Regions from separate parts of the Sus scrofa genome. Here all the other regions are linked to region 3. The links are chromatin contacts, called in public HiChIP or PLAC-seq and promoter capture Hi-C maps. All regions are on one chromosome and are shown on one strand. Each heading gives the region's core, a stretch centred on a gene start, on an enhancer-like site or on the middle of the called end of the contact. The rest is flanking DNA. Distances are from core to core; before and after follow the strand shown. Region 1 holds the start of MRPL48 (39S ribosomal protein L48, mitochondrial). Region 2 holds the start of FAM168A (protein FAM168A). Region 3 holds the start of PPME1 (protein phosphatase methylesterase 1). Region 4 holds the start of RAB6A (RAB6A, member RAS oncogene family).

Region 1 (3,327 bases), core at 371-2,870, 290 kb after region 3:
GAGCCAAGCAGCGCAGCGTCTGCAATCTACACCACAACTCAGGGCAACGCTGGACCTTTAAGCCACTGAGTGAGGCCAGGGATGGAAACTGCGTCCTCATGGATGCTGGTTGGGTTCCTTAACCACTGAGCCATGCCAGGAACTCCAGAATTAAGTTTTGAAATTTTGATTTTCTATTATCCTTTCACCAGATCTAGCCAAATTCTCACAGTTTTGCTAGGATGAACAACAGTGAGTTATTTCATTAAGGATGAAGCGAGGTTTGTTCTTTAAGGAAACAAACCTGGAGACATTCAGGGGCTGCCCCAAAGTGACTACTAGCAGATCTGTGAGCAGCCATGACCACGCTGATCTATGTATCATGAGAGTGGAGTCTCCAAATTCATCCCTCAAATGAAAGTTTAACATAATTTGCTGAAATAAGTCATTATTCTAAGCAGCAAGATACAATTGAAAAAAGCACAACGGAAATCTATTAAATCGCTTAAGAGGCCAAGGGAAAGCCAAAGAATGCATTTATGTGGTTTACAGGGTTTTATTGAAGTCACCTAAGTAAGGTTTGGAAAGTAAAAATGTAGTTTATTATTACCCTTCCCCTGTCGCCACGTAGCCTCACAACCCAGTCTGTTCAGCAAGTAAAAACGGTGTTATTCAGAAAAAGCCTGGAAGTTGCTGACGTAAAGCAAAAAAAATCAAATGACCTCCTCGAGGTCATACATATTATCAGGGCCTAACCGGGTTGATTCTCCTTGCGGGGGTCCCTCTCTCTCCAGGCCAAAGTCCCCCAGGGTTGCGCAGAGGGGGCGTGGCGCGCGGATAGCGCCGCAGAGTCAGCACCGGGAGAGGAGGACCCAGCGCAGCCCGAGGACTAGAGGGCGCCGCGCGTGCTGCCGGGAAGAGCCTTGTGCTCGCCGGTGTCTCTTACCCGGATGTCTGCAGCGGCGTGACGGCCCTGCGGTCACCTTCCAGCTCTGCTCTCCTCACCACCTCCCCCCGCGCCCAGCGTGCGGGGAACCGACATTACCTTTCCCAGAGCTCCGTTCATCCTTTGCTGTCGCGTTGTGTGCAGTCGGGCCAACTGAAGATCGGCCCAGGCAGCTGCGATCCCTGGGGGTCTGAAAATGCTGACGGAACGGCCTTGATCCGGTCCAGTAACAATATCCGACCGAGACGCATTCAACTCCCGCAGCACCTTGGTTCCGGCAGCTTCTGACATTCAGTGTCTAGAAATCCCCGCAGACCCTGCCCTCACTGCAGCTCGAGTGTCACCTTCGCTGCTATTTCTCCGGGCAGAATTAATTGCCATCTCTGACTTGCCCCAATATTTTACACAATTCTGCTATTTCATCTGCCACACTATATATTAGTAATTTGTTACTTGCTCTTTCCGTGTTTGATTGGGAGTTCCTCAGAGACTAAAATTCTGCCTGCTTAATTCATTCCAGCATCTAGCACAGGATGTGGAGATCTGACTTCTAACCTCGATTTAAAAGCTAATTGACCCTAAGTGAGCCTTTCTGGCATTCAATTGCCTCATAATAATTGATAATAACTTTTTTCCTTTCCTTTTTTCCCCCCTCATTTTTGGCAGCGTCGCGGCATATGGAGCTCCTGGGTCAGATATCAGATCCAAGCTGCAGTCATAACCTGAACCGCAGCTGCCGCAATGCCGGATCCTTAACCCCCTGTGCACCCGGGATCAGATCGAGTCCCAGCGCTCCCAAGACACCGCCGATCCCGCTGCACCACAGCAGGGGCTCCAATAACTATTTTTTTATTGAGTGGCCACTATGTGCAGTGCGTTATGCTCAGAGCATCGCTTAATTTACTCCTTATAATTTATTCCTTAGTGAAATATTATCACTGGATTTTACATGTGAAGATGTTGCAGGAGGTTCAGAGATAAATCTGGGGCCAGCCAACTGAGGCACAGATGAGTTTCAAACTCAGTCTCATTTATGCAATATGTTTTCCCTCTGACACGCGCCTTCTTACATGAGATAATGTCACAGCCCACATTCATTTACTTATTTTATACACATTGTCCATCACCTTAGCATGACTTTGTACCAGTCCTTTGATAGAACCTTGGGAACACAGAGATGAGTATTGCAAGGTCCCTGCACTTAAATAGCTCATAGAGGGATTGCATCAAACTAAAAGTCTTCTGTGCAGCAAAAAATTAACAGAGTGAAAAGACAACCTATGGAATGGGAGAAAATGTTTATAAATCCTACATCTGACAAGAAGTTAATATCCAAAATATATACAGAACTTGATAGCAAGAAAAAAAAAATTGATTTAGAATTTGGCAAAGGATCTGAGAGACTTTTCTCAGAAGACATACAAATGGCCAACAGATAATACGAAAAAATGTTCAACATCACTAATCACCAGGGAAATGCAAATCATAACACAAGGAGATATCCTCTTACACATGTTAGAATGGCTACTTGCAAAAAGACAAAAGAGGAATTCCCTCCTGGCTCAGCTGGTTAAGGACCCAGCAATGTCACTGCAGTGGTGTGGTCACTGCTGTGACACGGGTTCAATCCTTGACCAGGGAACTTCCTCATGCTGCAAATGCAGCCGAAAAAAAAAATAGTTATTATCAATTATTATGAGGCAATTGAATTGCAGAAAATTTCCCTTAGGGTCAGTCAGCCTTTAAGTCAAGGTTAGAAGTCACATCTCCACATCTTGTGCTAGATGTTGGCATGAATTAATCAGACAGGATCTCAGTGCCTGCGGAACTTGCCATCAAACATGGGAAAGAGAAAGTTACCAATAATTATCATATAGTGTGGCAGATGAAATAGCAGAATTGTGTGTAAAGTACTGAGGCAAGACAGAGATGGCAATTAATTCTTCCTGGCGAAATAGCATACAAGTCACACCTCCACCATAGTGACCGGTTATCTAAAAGCTCTTGGGATTTCAGAAGTCAATTATTAAATAGGAAAAAAAAAAACACTTTCGAATTCTTGGTTTGTGCTAGGCCAGATCTTTTCAGGTATGTATGTTCATTTTATCCTCCCACCGACCCTGTGGAGCTGAGGATCATTGCATTCGTTTCATGGATGAGGAACGGAGGTTACCTGGTTTACGTAAGTCACACTGTAAGGGCTGAGCTGGCTGATTTCAGCACCTGAGCTCCTTCTGCTGCAAAGGACTGCAACTATGAGTTTCCAAAAGGGCATACTGGCTAGGCCAAAGAGTCTGGTCCTTCCTTGTCTAGTCCACATATGTGCGATCCGGTAAGAGACAAATCCGTCTTTGTGTTGTTCATACACTCTGGGGAGGGAGGAAGCAGAAGAGAAGAGGGAA
Region 2 (3,456 bases), core at 232-2,731, 440 kb after region 3:
ATATTGTAGTCGAATGCAGGATTTATGTTAAATCAGAAATCATCTGATACAACATTCCATGTTCTAGAAAAGCTGCACACAGAAGGAAACAATATTTAAGTGTAAGATTATTTATTCAGTCTACAGACAATGCTTTAAGTATTGCTTTGTAGACTCTTAACAATAACTTCGTTCCTCCCGCCTCATTCCTCCTCCCCACAGTGATCCCTAAAGAGTAGAAACAATTGCTATAAGAACTCAGATATAAGGAAAATCAATGTGTCTAAAATGTTCTGGGGAGGGTAGGACTTTGGCTTGAGTTTCAAGAATGAGTAGGAGAAAAGGAGGAAATAGGTGTGGAAAGACCAGAAGGAAAAATTTGAGAAGAGACAATAAAAATTGAGAAAGCCCTCCCTACTAACTTAATGTTCTTTTATGATTCTACATGACCACCATTCATTGTTTTAATAGTGGAAATGCTGAGCTCACAGAAAAACCAGGCAGTCTTGGATCACCACAGAGGGCAACAGAAAGCCATGGAAAGCTTTTAGGTAGCAAAGACAAATTGTTGTTGAATTTGGAAATTATATTTTGGAAAATAGTCTTAAAAGCTTAAAAACTTATGTGCTCTTTTTAAACAATGCAGGCAATATTAAAATAAAAGTTATTTGAAATCTGACACTTTTCTCCAAGATAATGACAGATTATTTTGGGAAACCTCTTTCCTGAAATCTTATATTGTCCCAAGCTTCACATAAATTGGATCATTCTAAACATACTGTTCTTAGCATTTCCCCCGCTCTAGAATAGATTTTGATGTCAAGAAACAGATTCATATCAGTATTTTGAATGGCTGCTTAGTAGTATATTGTTTGTATATGCAATTTACTTTAACCAGTTCCTATGGATGGACTCTATAATCAACAACCTCATATAACAACCTTGTGCATTCATCTTTTCCAAATTGTTGATTTTCTTTTTAAGGTAAATTCTTAAAAGTAATGAGGCTGCGTCAAGAGGTACGCTTTTTTTTTTCCTTTGGGTTCAAGGTGCCAAATCGTCCGGATTTGCAGAGAGACCAGGAGGAGCCGCTGCGTTTGTCTAGTGAGAGACAGTGGCGACGGAGATGGCGAAAAGAGTACAGACTCCAAGGTGAACTAGTCTATCTAGGCCTGTTCTCGATGGGTTGGCATATTTCCTTCCCTTTTTTCTCTCTTTCACTTCTTAGGCTTAACATGGAGGAAGAACTGAGAACTGCATCTCCCAGCGTTTCACAAGAACCACGCTCCCTGGGAACTGTAGTACAGAGTCTGAGAAGGGCCCGGAAGCAGGGCGCGAGGCTGTGAGGGCATGCTGGGAAATGTAGTTCGGCGGGAAGTGGTGGTAGTGGGGGGGTCTATATGGGAGTGTGCGCGTGCCCGCGAAGAGACGCCACAAACATGGTCCTTTGGGGGATGGGGCAGCGGGGCGACCTAATTTTCCCTCGTATGTGGTCTTTGAGTCTACAAAAGCCCCCCGCGGAGAGCTGGCTTTATTCCATTGTCTGTGACCGGGAAGAGAGCGGTCCCTCCGCAACGAGTGCGGGGGCGGGAGGCGCAGGCTGAGCGCGGGTCGGAGCGGGGCATGCCGGGAGTTGTGGTCCAGGCGCGCTGAGGCTGTGGGATGTGTCGCGGCGCCGCGCCGGCTCCTCCTTCCCAGCCCTTCTCAGCGGTCCCCCGCCCCTTCCCTCAGCCTCCTCCTCCCTCGCCCGCAGCCCAGCGTCCCCTCCCCCCACCCGTCGGGCTCCTCGGCGGCTACTGCAGAGGATTCAGAGCCGAGTCGCTGAGGAGGAGGAGGAGGCTCCCGGTCCCTGCGCGCCATCCGCCTCCTTACTGGACACGGGCGAGGGAGCGAGAGCGTCGCCTCCGTAGCCTTCAGAGAAGACAAGGGCATCGTCGTCTCAGCCGCCGCCGCCGCCGTTTTCGCCTGCAGCGGCTCACCGGTGAGGCGATCCCCCCCCTCCCAACGCCGGTCCGCTCTCCCTGAGCCTGGGCCGGTGGTACTGGGGAGAATGAGAGTCGGGGCACGGAGTGCCCTCGCGGGCTGGGGGAAGGGGGCTGAGGTTGCGATGGAACGGCGGGCTGGCCGGGGAGACTTGTCCTGGCGCGGGCTGGGGGTGGGGTGAGGGTGGGACACTAGCAGGTTGGGGGGGAGCGGCTAGGGAAGGGGACTTTTAATGGGGAGTGACCAGACCTGGGACAGGAGCGTGGGGTTGTAGGATTGGGGTGGAATTTGGGTGGTTTGGGGCGAAATGGATGATGAGACTGGAGGGGGATGGCTTCTAATGGGGGAGGGGACTGCGTGAGGGTGGTGAATTTGGGGTTGGCCTGGAGCAATTGACAGCTTGGGATCCGGGCCGGGTTGCGGGGTCGGGGGTTTATTTGAATAGAGAGTTGGATTACAGGGTTAGTAGGACCCTCGGGGGATGTTAATTAAGGAGGGCGGAATTTGAGGTGGACCTCGGGCTGGCTGATGAAGGTGGTAGGAGCTGGGGGTGAGGGGCTTGGCCTGGGTTGAGACCTGAGCTTGAAGTGGGCGCTTGCCATCTGGGGATGGTGGAATTTGTTGCGACTTATGGAATAGCGTGGCTTAGGAGAGCAGAGGTAGGTAGAATTGGGGGGTTTCCTGGGAAGTGCTTATGGAGGTTGGAAATAGTGGGGGCGGGACTTTCAATGAGGGAGTGTGAAGGTGAGCTGGCAGGAGGGGGGAAATAAGTTAGGCCGAAAAATGGGCAGAGAAGCATTGCCATTTGGTGGGGAGAGCACAGTGGGATGGGATTTAGAGTGATTTTAGAATTGCTGGAAGGGGCATGGTGGCCCCCTGGGTCGGGGTCAGGGCAGAGGGCGCACAAGATGCTTCTGGGCTGGACACACTGAAGGAACAGTGGCAGGTGGTGAGCAAGGTTGGGGATGATATATTGAAGAAAATATCCCTTGGCCAAGGTGGCGAGGGAGTTTTGGAGAAAATGTCTGATATGAACTGATAGGACTCAAGAGGTAGTTGCTGATAGTGAGGTAGCCGTTGGGGCTAATTAAGGAGTGGAAAAACCTGGGGTTGCTGGTATGGATGGGGCAGGGAGGATGGAGAGGGGCAGTGAGCAGTGCTGGGAAGGGGTGGATTGAATGATTCTGGAGAGGAAGGATTGGGATGGCTTCCAAGAGACACTGGAGGGTTGGGGGTTGGACTTAAATGGACAGCTTTGGAGGCCATGGTTGGGGGACCTTGCAGGGGACAGAGAAGGGACATTAAAGACTGTTTTCTAGAGGACTTGTTAAGCTGTTTTTGTTTCATTTGTATTAGGATCATATTTAAAAGTAACACAAAGGGTAAAGTTGAGAGGGGTTTCAGTTAAGGTAGAATAGAGGAGAGGGAAGTGTCTTCTATTATTCATATATTATGAAAAGCTAAGGGGAAAAAAACCCACTTCCACACTAAAGG
Region 3 (3,080 bases), core at 516-3,015:
TTAGAATCCCAAACACATACACTTGACTACCTCAGACCTAAGTATTTTTCCTACCCCTTTTTTCTTTACAGTCACTAGTCTCCAGAATCCTGGTTCTACAAATACTCCGCAAAACCAACTCCCTGTTCAATTACCTCTGTTTCAAATAACTACCTCTCCCATGTTCAACACGTTATACTCTCTCTTCTACACCTTCATACCCCCGAACCTGGCACAAGCCATTCAATAACCTAAAACTCCCAAAGCAAACAGCTCCTCCCAACCCAGTAAAGGAAGGTTTCCCCTAAAACACTTTAAGTGGCTACACTCCATACTCTGTTAATTGAATCTTATCAGACCCAAACATAGCTTCCATCAGATGTATTAGCCCAGAAAAAATCAATTGCCCAAATCGCCCTCTTTATGCATCCTGGACTTAGCTCTGCAGCCCTGCGTTCCCTAAACCCTGTTCCTAGTCATCTCTCCGTCTGTGGAGCCCCTGGTCAGTCTCTAAGGCCCTCAGCCCTCCTCCCCTTATCCCCGCCCGCACATCTCACCCCAACAGTCTTCTGGAGTGTGTTCTCCATCTTTCCTCTGGCCTGTTCTCCACACTTGCGCGGTACCCCTCAAGAGACCCAATCTCTAAGTCGCCCGCTCACTCCCTGAATCTGCCTCTTACACCTCTAGGAACTCTCTCTAGAACCTTCTGCTCCCTGTTTCTCTCGTCTGCTCCAACCCTGCCTCAGGTGTTCTCGCTTTCCGTCGGCTTTTTCTAACACCTAGTGTTCACAGTCTTCTTACGCCTCCTAATATTTCCCTGGTTCTTCTAATTCCCCTCAACTTTTCTCTGTCATTTCCCATTTCTCTCAGCCCTCCCTGGCAGACTTCCCTCCACCTCTGTCACCGCTCATCTCCCTTTTCTCAAACCTCCTCCACCCCTTCTTCTGGGGGTGCCTCATTACCTCTCTTACACGATCCTCTCAGCCTCTTCAATCTTTGCCTCATTCCCCTCCCTCCAATACTATTTGTCCTCCAATTCCATTGACTTGGCGCCTCCCCTAGTCCCCAGATCCACCTCCTACTTCATCTAAACGTCTCCAGGCCGCCGCCAACATCTTCTCCCCTCCTGAGCCCTCCTGGTCGTGCCGCCCTAAACGCGCAGAGACACCATTCTCCAATGGCCGGGGCCTGGCCTCTAGGGAGAAGGGGTATGGGTCACGTACCCCATTCGCATCTTGGCTCCGCTCTGACTGCCCCCGCTGCCGGGGAGAGGCGGGCGAGAGGGCAGACGGCCGAGGTGCATGCTCTTCTCGAGGGCCGACATGAAGGGGAGGCCGCAGGTAGCCGAACTGTAGCCGAAGCTCCGTCCCACGCTAAGAGCGGCCCAACCGGTCACAGCTCGCTCCCCTAGCGACGCCCTGTAGCCTTTGGACAGCACCCAGCTACCGGCAGCACCGCCCACCGGCTCCGTAGACTCCACCCCCTCGCCTTGCGCTTCCACCGGAAGTGCGCAACAGCACTTCACAAAGGGAGCTGGGTAACGGAGTCTCGGACCCCTCAGACCCCAAGCGGAGAACTTCACGATCCCAGACGGAAAGAGAAGTGCTCCTGAAAGCAATGCACCCTGGGCAATGGAGTCCTCAAAGGGAGTATCCCTTTGCGCCTGCGCAGCTGGAGGAGACCGTCTCCAACCCCGCGAAGGTAGTGTAGCAAAGCATTCTGGGTGTTGTAGTCTCCTGGTCTGAAGGAGTATGCCGCCTTTCTTTCTCATGGCTTCCCGGGGACTGTTAGAGAAAGAGTCGCTTCTTCCTGCCTCCCAGGCTGCCCAGCGGCGCCAGTTGCTGGGGAACGCAAGCGCGGTGGGAAGGGATGGCGGGAGGTTACGGCTTGGGTGCTGTGGCCGGATTTGAGTTGATGAAGAGGAGCTCGGGCTCGCCATGAAACAACGGAAAGCCCAGGGGCCTGGGGCCGGCCGCAGCCGCGGGAAGAGAGGTAACGAAAGGTTGAGGGCAGAGTGGTAGGGCGGAGTTAGGGGAGCAGGGTGCCAGACGTTCTAGGCAGACTCCCCGCCACCCCCACCCCTCCCATACGCACAGCCGCCTGTTTTTTAAAAAGGGGTTGGAGAAGGGAGAATAACCAGGGAATCAGAAGATTGAAAAGACAGGGCGTTTGGCTCTCCTGCGAATGGAAAGGAAATAGTGGCCGAAGTAGGAGGCAAAAATGAGTAAATGAAGTGAGGGTTAAAAGGGGACGCTTCTAGAGGAAGGAAAAAAAAAAAAAATTGTAGGAATGTTTTGCTTTTTACTTTTTAAAAATTGAGATTATAATTGACATATAACATTGTTCGTTTCAGCTGTACAATATAACGATTTGTATATATTTCGAAATGAGTTCGTGTCTAGGTAGCATCATCACCAGACATAGTTACAAATATTTTTTTCCTTCTGAGGAGAGCTTTTAAAATCTACCCTTTAGCAACTTTCAAATAGACAATACACTATAATTAACTGTAGTCACTGTGCTGTATTTAAATCCCCATGATTTAGGAGTGTTTTTGATAAAGTCAGACGTGTGTTGGGGATGGGGGTGGGGAGGGTGTAGTTTTGCAGGCCACATGGGACTGGAAAAAAAATAAGTTGTAGAGGAGAGTATAGCAGTGATCCTAATGGGCAGGGGTCATGTTTAATACGTTGCCGAATCCCCAAGAACTAGCACAAAGCTGGACTCAGTAAATGTTAGTTGAATGACTGAAGGTGAGACGATCATAAAGCATCCAGGGCTACAGCTGGGAGTAGCGAAAGGATAGTTGTGAAGGAAAAGGAAGAAAAGCTGGGGAGTGGTGGGGGTTGCCGGGGTTGTGAGGGCATGAAGTTCTCTGAAGGATTTAAGATGAAAGAGTGTGTAGCAAGAGAACCTTATCAGGTTAGCATGCTCAAGGAGAAGCAAGCTCACCAAGAGACCAGGAAAGTGTTAGCTGCAGCAAGAACAGTCACCCTGGGAACCCAGGACAGATCAGGAAACGAAACTGAATCTCTACAGGGCTGCTTCAAAAAACATATTAAAAAACCAAAACAAAAAATCCTGGGTGAGTCTGCCTATTT
Region 4 (3,421 bases), core at 615-3,114, 310 kb after region 3:
TTTTCTGTTCCCGAATCCAATTCAGGTTAAAACTTAAAAGTTTAATTATCATGATAGTTATATCCATATTACACTTAACTGTCATGTCTTTGTGGGCTCCTCTTGAGTGTGACATTAACCTTCATTCTTGGGGTCATGAACTGGGTTGAAAAATCTGATGAAAAGTATGGATTCTGTCCACAGAAAAATACACATATTGTAGACGTGTAATTTAAGGTAGTTCCACCAATAGCAGATTCAAAAGGGATTTGAATCCTTTAGGAGGACTGGGTGATCTTTAAAATGTCCACTTCAGGAGGGAGTTCTCACTGTGGCTCAACAGTAACAAACCTGACTAGTACCCATGAGGACTTGGGTTCAATCCCTGGCCTCACTCAGTGGGGTAAGTATCTGACGTTGGCATGAGCTGTGGTGTAGGCTGCAGACTCAACTTGGATCCCGTGTTGCTGTGGCTGTGGCGCAGGCCAGCTGCTGTAGCTCTTGATTTGATCCTTAGCCTGGTAACCTCCACATGCCACGGGTATGGCGCTAAAAAGCCAAAAAAAACAAAAACAAAAACAAAAAACAAAAAAAACCCCAATAAATAAATACAATATCTACTTCAGGAATTCCTGCTGTGACTTAGTGGGTTAAGTACCCTGCCTTGCCTCTGTGAGGATTCGGGTTTGATCTCTGGCCTTGCTCAATGGGTTACGGATCCTACAAAGTGGAAACCTCCAGGGTAGATCTCAGAAGCAACTAGGATCTGGTGTGGCTGAAGCTGTGGCATGGGCCTGAATTTACAGCTCCAATTCGACCCCTAGCCCAGGAACTTCCATACGCCACAGGTGTGGCTGTTAAAAAAAAAAAAAGCCCACTTCATCAGGGGCATGCTCTACCACGAATTTGTTGTGTGACCTTTTTGCAAACTTGTTTTCCTACCTGAGCCTCAGTTTTACCCTATGTTTACATGATATCTAAATCCTTTTCGATCACAGTAGAAGGTGGGCTCACCTGGGCTGGCCCATCTGAGGAAGAGAGGTTGCTAACAGAAGGCCAAGCCACATCAGGCCAAGGATGGTCTTATCAACTAGCAGGTTGCAGAAGTTCAATGGGGGAAAAAGACAAAACCTGGCTTCAATTTTACTGTTCTGTGGGTTTTGTAAGTCATTTCCTTCCTACGAGCTTCAGTTTCCTCATCTGTAAAAACGTGGAGGCCCTGCTTCTGGTAGTTATGAAACTCCTGGGAGCAGGAGTGGAGAATGTACCTAGGAGGGTATCATGGCAGGAATTATAAGAAGAGGTTGGAGAAGGTGGGGGCATAGGTGAAGTGGGGCTCGCAGGAATCTGAGGCAGGGCTAAAGGCTCAGAACTAGGAACCTTCTAAACACCTTAGTACTCTCTGACTTCATCCGCTCTTGTAGGGGTCAATTCCACCTCCACGCCGGCCCCGCCTCCACCCCGCTTCTCTCTGTTCTCCTCCCCTCAGGCTCGGACGCGCCACACTACACATGGCCGCCACTGTGAGACACTTTCCACCGCTCGAGGGCAGCGAGCGCGCTCTCGCGCCGCCACCTCATTCCCATCCTTGCCCGCCCTTGACCTCTTCCGATTGGCTCATCGTATAAGTGACGAAAGCGCTCCTTACTCCACCCTTTGGGTTCCTCCAGGCTCCACCCCACCTCCCCGCTTCTCCCGACGCGAGCGTACACCTAACCACCCCCGGTCTCCGCTGCCGCGGAGCCGGGAAAGCAGGCTAAACCAGGAAGACGCCGTCTGTGGCGCGCACGCGCACGCACGCACGCACGCACGCTGGGGCTGGCGGGGCGGCAGGCTCGTGCCCGGGCTCGCCCCGCGCCGCGCCACAGGCTCGCGCACTCAGCAGGTTGGGCTGCGGCGGCGGCAGCTGAGGCGCTGAAGCGCTGCGTGTGAGAGGTCCCAGGCGCGTCTGCGGCTCCGGCTCCTCCGCCCTCACCCCAGCCTCCGAGCCGGGTGCTGAGAAGGGAGCCGCTCTGGCCTTCGGACCCCTGAGCACTCCCCTGGCTGCTTCCGACACCGCCTTCGTTCCCTTCCCAGCCTCGGGCCTCGCTCGGTGCTAGGCGGCTCTGAGGGGAGGCGGCGGCGACGGCTGCCTGTCTGTGTCGAGGGGCCCTGCCCTCCGGTCTTGCTCCGCTCCGGGCCCTGCAGCGGCCGAGAGAGCTGGGCGCCCGCCCATTCTCTAGCCTCTCCGTCCACTGCTTGGAGCCGCGTCGGTCCGGGAGGTCTTTGGGCTGAGGCGGCGCAGCTCCTCCGGCTCCATCATGTCCGCGGGCGGAGACTTCGGGAATCCGCTGAGGAAATTCAAGCTGGTGTTCCTGGGGGAGCAGAGCGGTGAGTGCGCGGCTCCCCCACTCCTGGCAGCTGGCCGCGGCTTCCCCGCACCGCCCCCAGTGCGGCCCTTCGGCCGCGGAGGCTGCTGCGGCCCTCGCGTTCGCCCTCCGCCCCCTGCCCCGGCCCCGCGTCGGCCGCCCCCTCGTCGCCCCCCGTGCTTCCTCGCCGCGATCCGTCGGGCGGATTTTGCCCCTTCTGGCCCCGACTCCGCCGGCTCCTCTCCCCGCAGCCCGGCCCTCCCCTGTCGACGTGCCCTCCCCAGTCCTCACCCCGCCCAGCCTCCTGTCCATCCCTTTCTTCCTCCGGTCTCCGTCGTCTCGCCAGCTCCCGCTCCCTTCCTTGAGCCCCACCCTTGTTCCTCGCTCTGATCCCGGTCGGTCAGCCCTGCGAGGCCCACCGGCGGGACCCGGCTCTTTGGAACCTCGCGCCGGGAGGGGGGATCTGGGCGTTGTTTTCCCCAGAGGCTTGGCCCTGAGAAGTGCAGATCTTCTGGAAGGTGGAAAGTGGGGAGTCCTAGAAAATTCTTGGATTGTTTTCACCTGGGTGGGGGGTTGGCCTGGGTTCCAGAGGGTCCACGTCGGCCTTGGAGGCGACTTGAGGATGGAGTGGTGGGGGAGTGAGGGAGGGGCGGCGGCAGTGGCGATTTTTACCCGATGGGCTAGGCTGCGGCTTGTTGGAAAACCTCGTTTTCTTCTCCTGACTTTCATCCTTGACGATCCTTTTGGCCGCGTGGATGCTTTTCCAGTCTCTGCCAGGTGCTATGTCATGATCGTTTTACTTGGAATTTTTCACATCTCACCTCTCCTTTTTCTGTTTTAACACGAAGCGGGGTCTGATTCTCCTCACAGTGGAGCAAACAGGAATTACTGGGGAAATGCTAATTATTCCATTTCTTTTTGAGTATTTTCCAATGATAGATTGAGGATTCCTGTGAGAGAAGGCTTTAGGATAACGAACATCTTTGTTTTGTAGGATTTCCTTTGGGGTCAGGGAGTAAGAGAGAGAGAAGAGATGGGTTTTTCATCTGGTTATCTAAGTTAGATAAATACATGATACCATTTTGGCGAAATGC

What was found. Promoter capture Hi-C pulls out the DNA fragments that hold promoters and counts their contacts. HiChIP or PLAC-seq counts read pairs in DNA pulled down with a chosen protein or histone mark.
Region 1: an H3K27ac HiChIP or PLAC-seq map of skeletal muscle shows a contact between it and region 3, with 2.2 times the contacts expected there. The contact joins the promoter of MRPL48 here to the promoter of PPME1 in region 3. A contact is called at or near these places in 1 of 5 promoter capture datasets (liver) and 2 of 2 datasets of contacts at active chromatin or transcription factors (alveolar macrophages and skeletal muscle).
Region 2: a contact with region 3 is called in a promoter capture Hi-C map of liver, with 8 times the contacts expected there. The contact joins the promoter of FAM168A here to the promoter of PPME1 in region 3. A contact is called at or near these places in 2 of 5 promoter capture datasets (fetal liver and liver) and 6 of 47 Hi-C or Micro-C datasets (heart right ventricle, liver and skeletal muscle).
Region 4: a promoter capture Hi-C map of fetal liver shows a contact between it and region 3, with 3 times the contacts expected there. The contact joins the promoter of RAB6A here to the promoter of PPME1 in region 3. A contact is called at or near these places in 1 of 5 promoter capture datasets (fetal liver) and 1 of 2 datasets of contacts at active chromatin or transcription factors (alveolar macrophages).

Annotation. Positions count from the first base shown.
Region 1 is chr9:8,219,934-8,223,260 of Sscrofa11.1, reverse strand. It overlaps MRPL48 (39S ribosomal protein L48, mitochondrial), which reads right to left and starts at 1,620. Exons shown (of 8, transcript XM_005667101.3): 1 at 1,025-1,620. The coding sequence starts at 1,216.
Region 2 is chr9:8,070,036-8,073,491 of Sscrofa11.1, reverse strand. It overlaps FAM168A (protein FAM168A), which reads left to right and starts at 1,481. Exons shown (of 8, transcript XM_021062480.1): 1 at 1,481-1,960.
Region 3 is chr9:8,511,476-8,514,555 of Sscrofa11.1, reverse strand. PPME1 (protein phosphatase methylesterase 1) reads right to left here and starts at 1,765. Exons shown (of 15, transcript XM_003357190.5): 1 at 1,203-1,765. The coding sequence starts at 1,750. It overlaps C2CD3 (C2 domain-containing protein 3), which reads left to right and starts at 1,713. Exons shown (of 34, transcript XM_021062487.1): 1 at 1,713-1,971. The coding sequence starts at 1,917.
Region 4 is chr9:8,197,447-8,200,867 of Sscrofa11.1, reverse strand. RAB6A (RAB6A, member RAS oncogene family) reads left to right here and starts at 1,864. Exons shown (of 8, transcript NM_001243273.1): 1 at 1,864-2,349. The coding sequence starts at 2,280.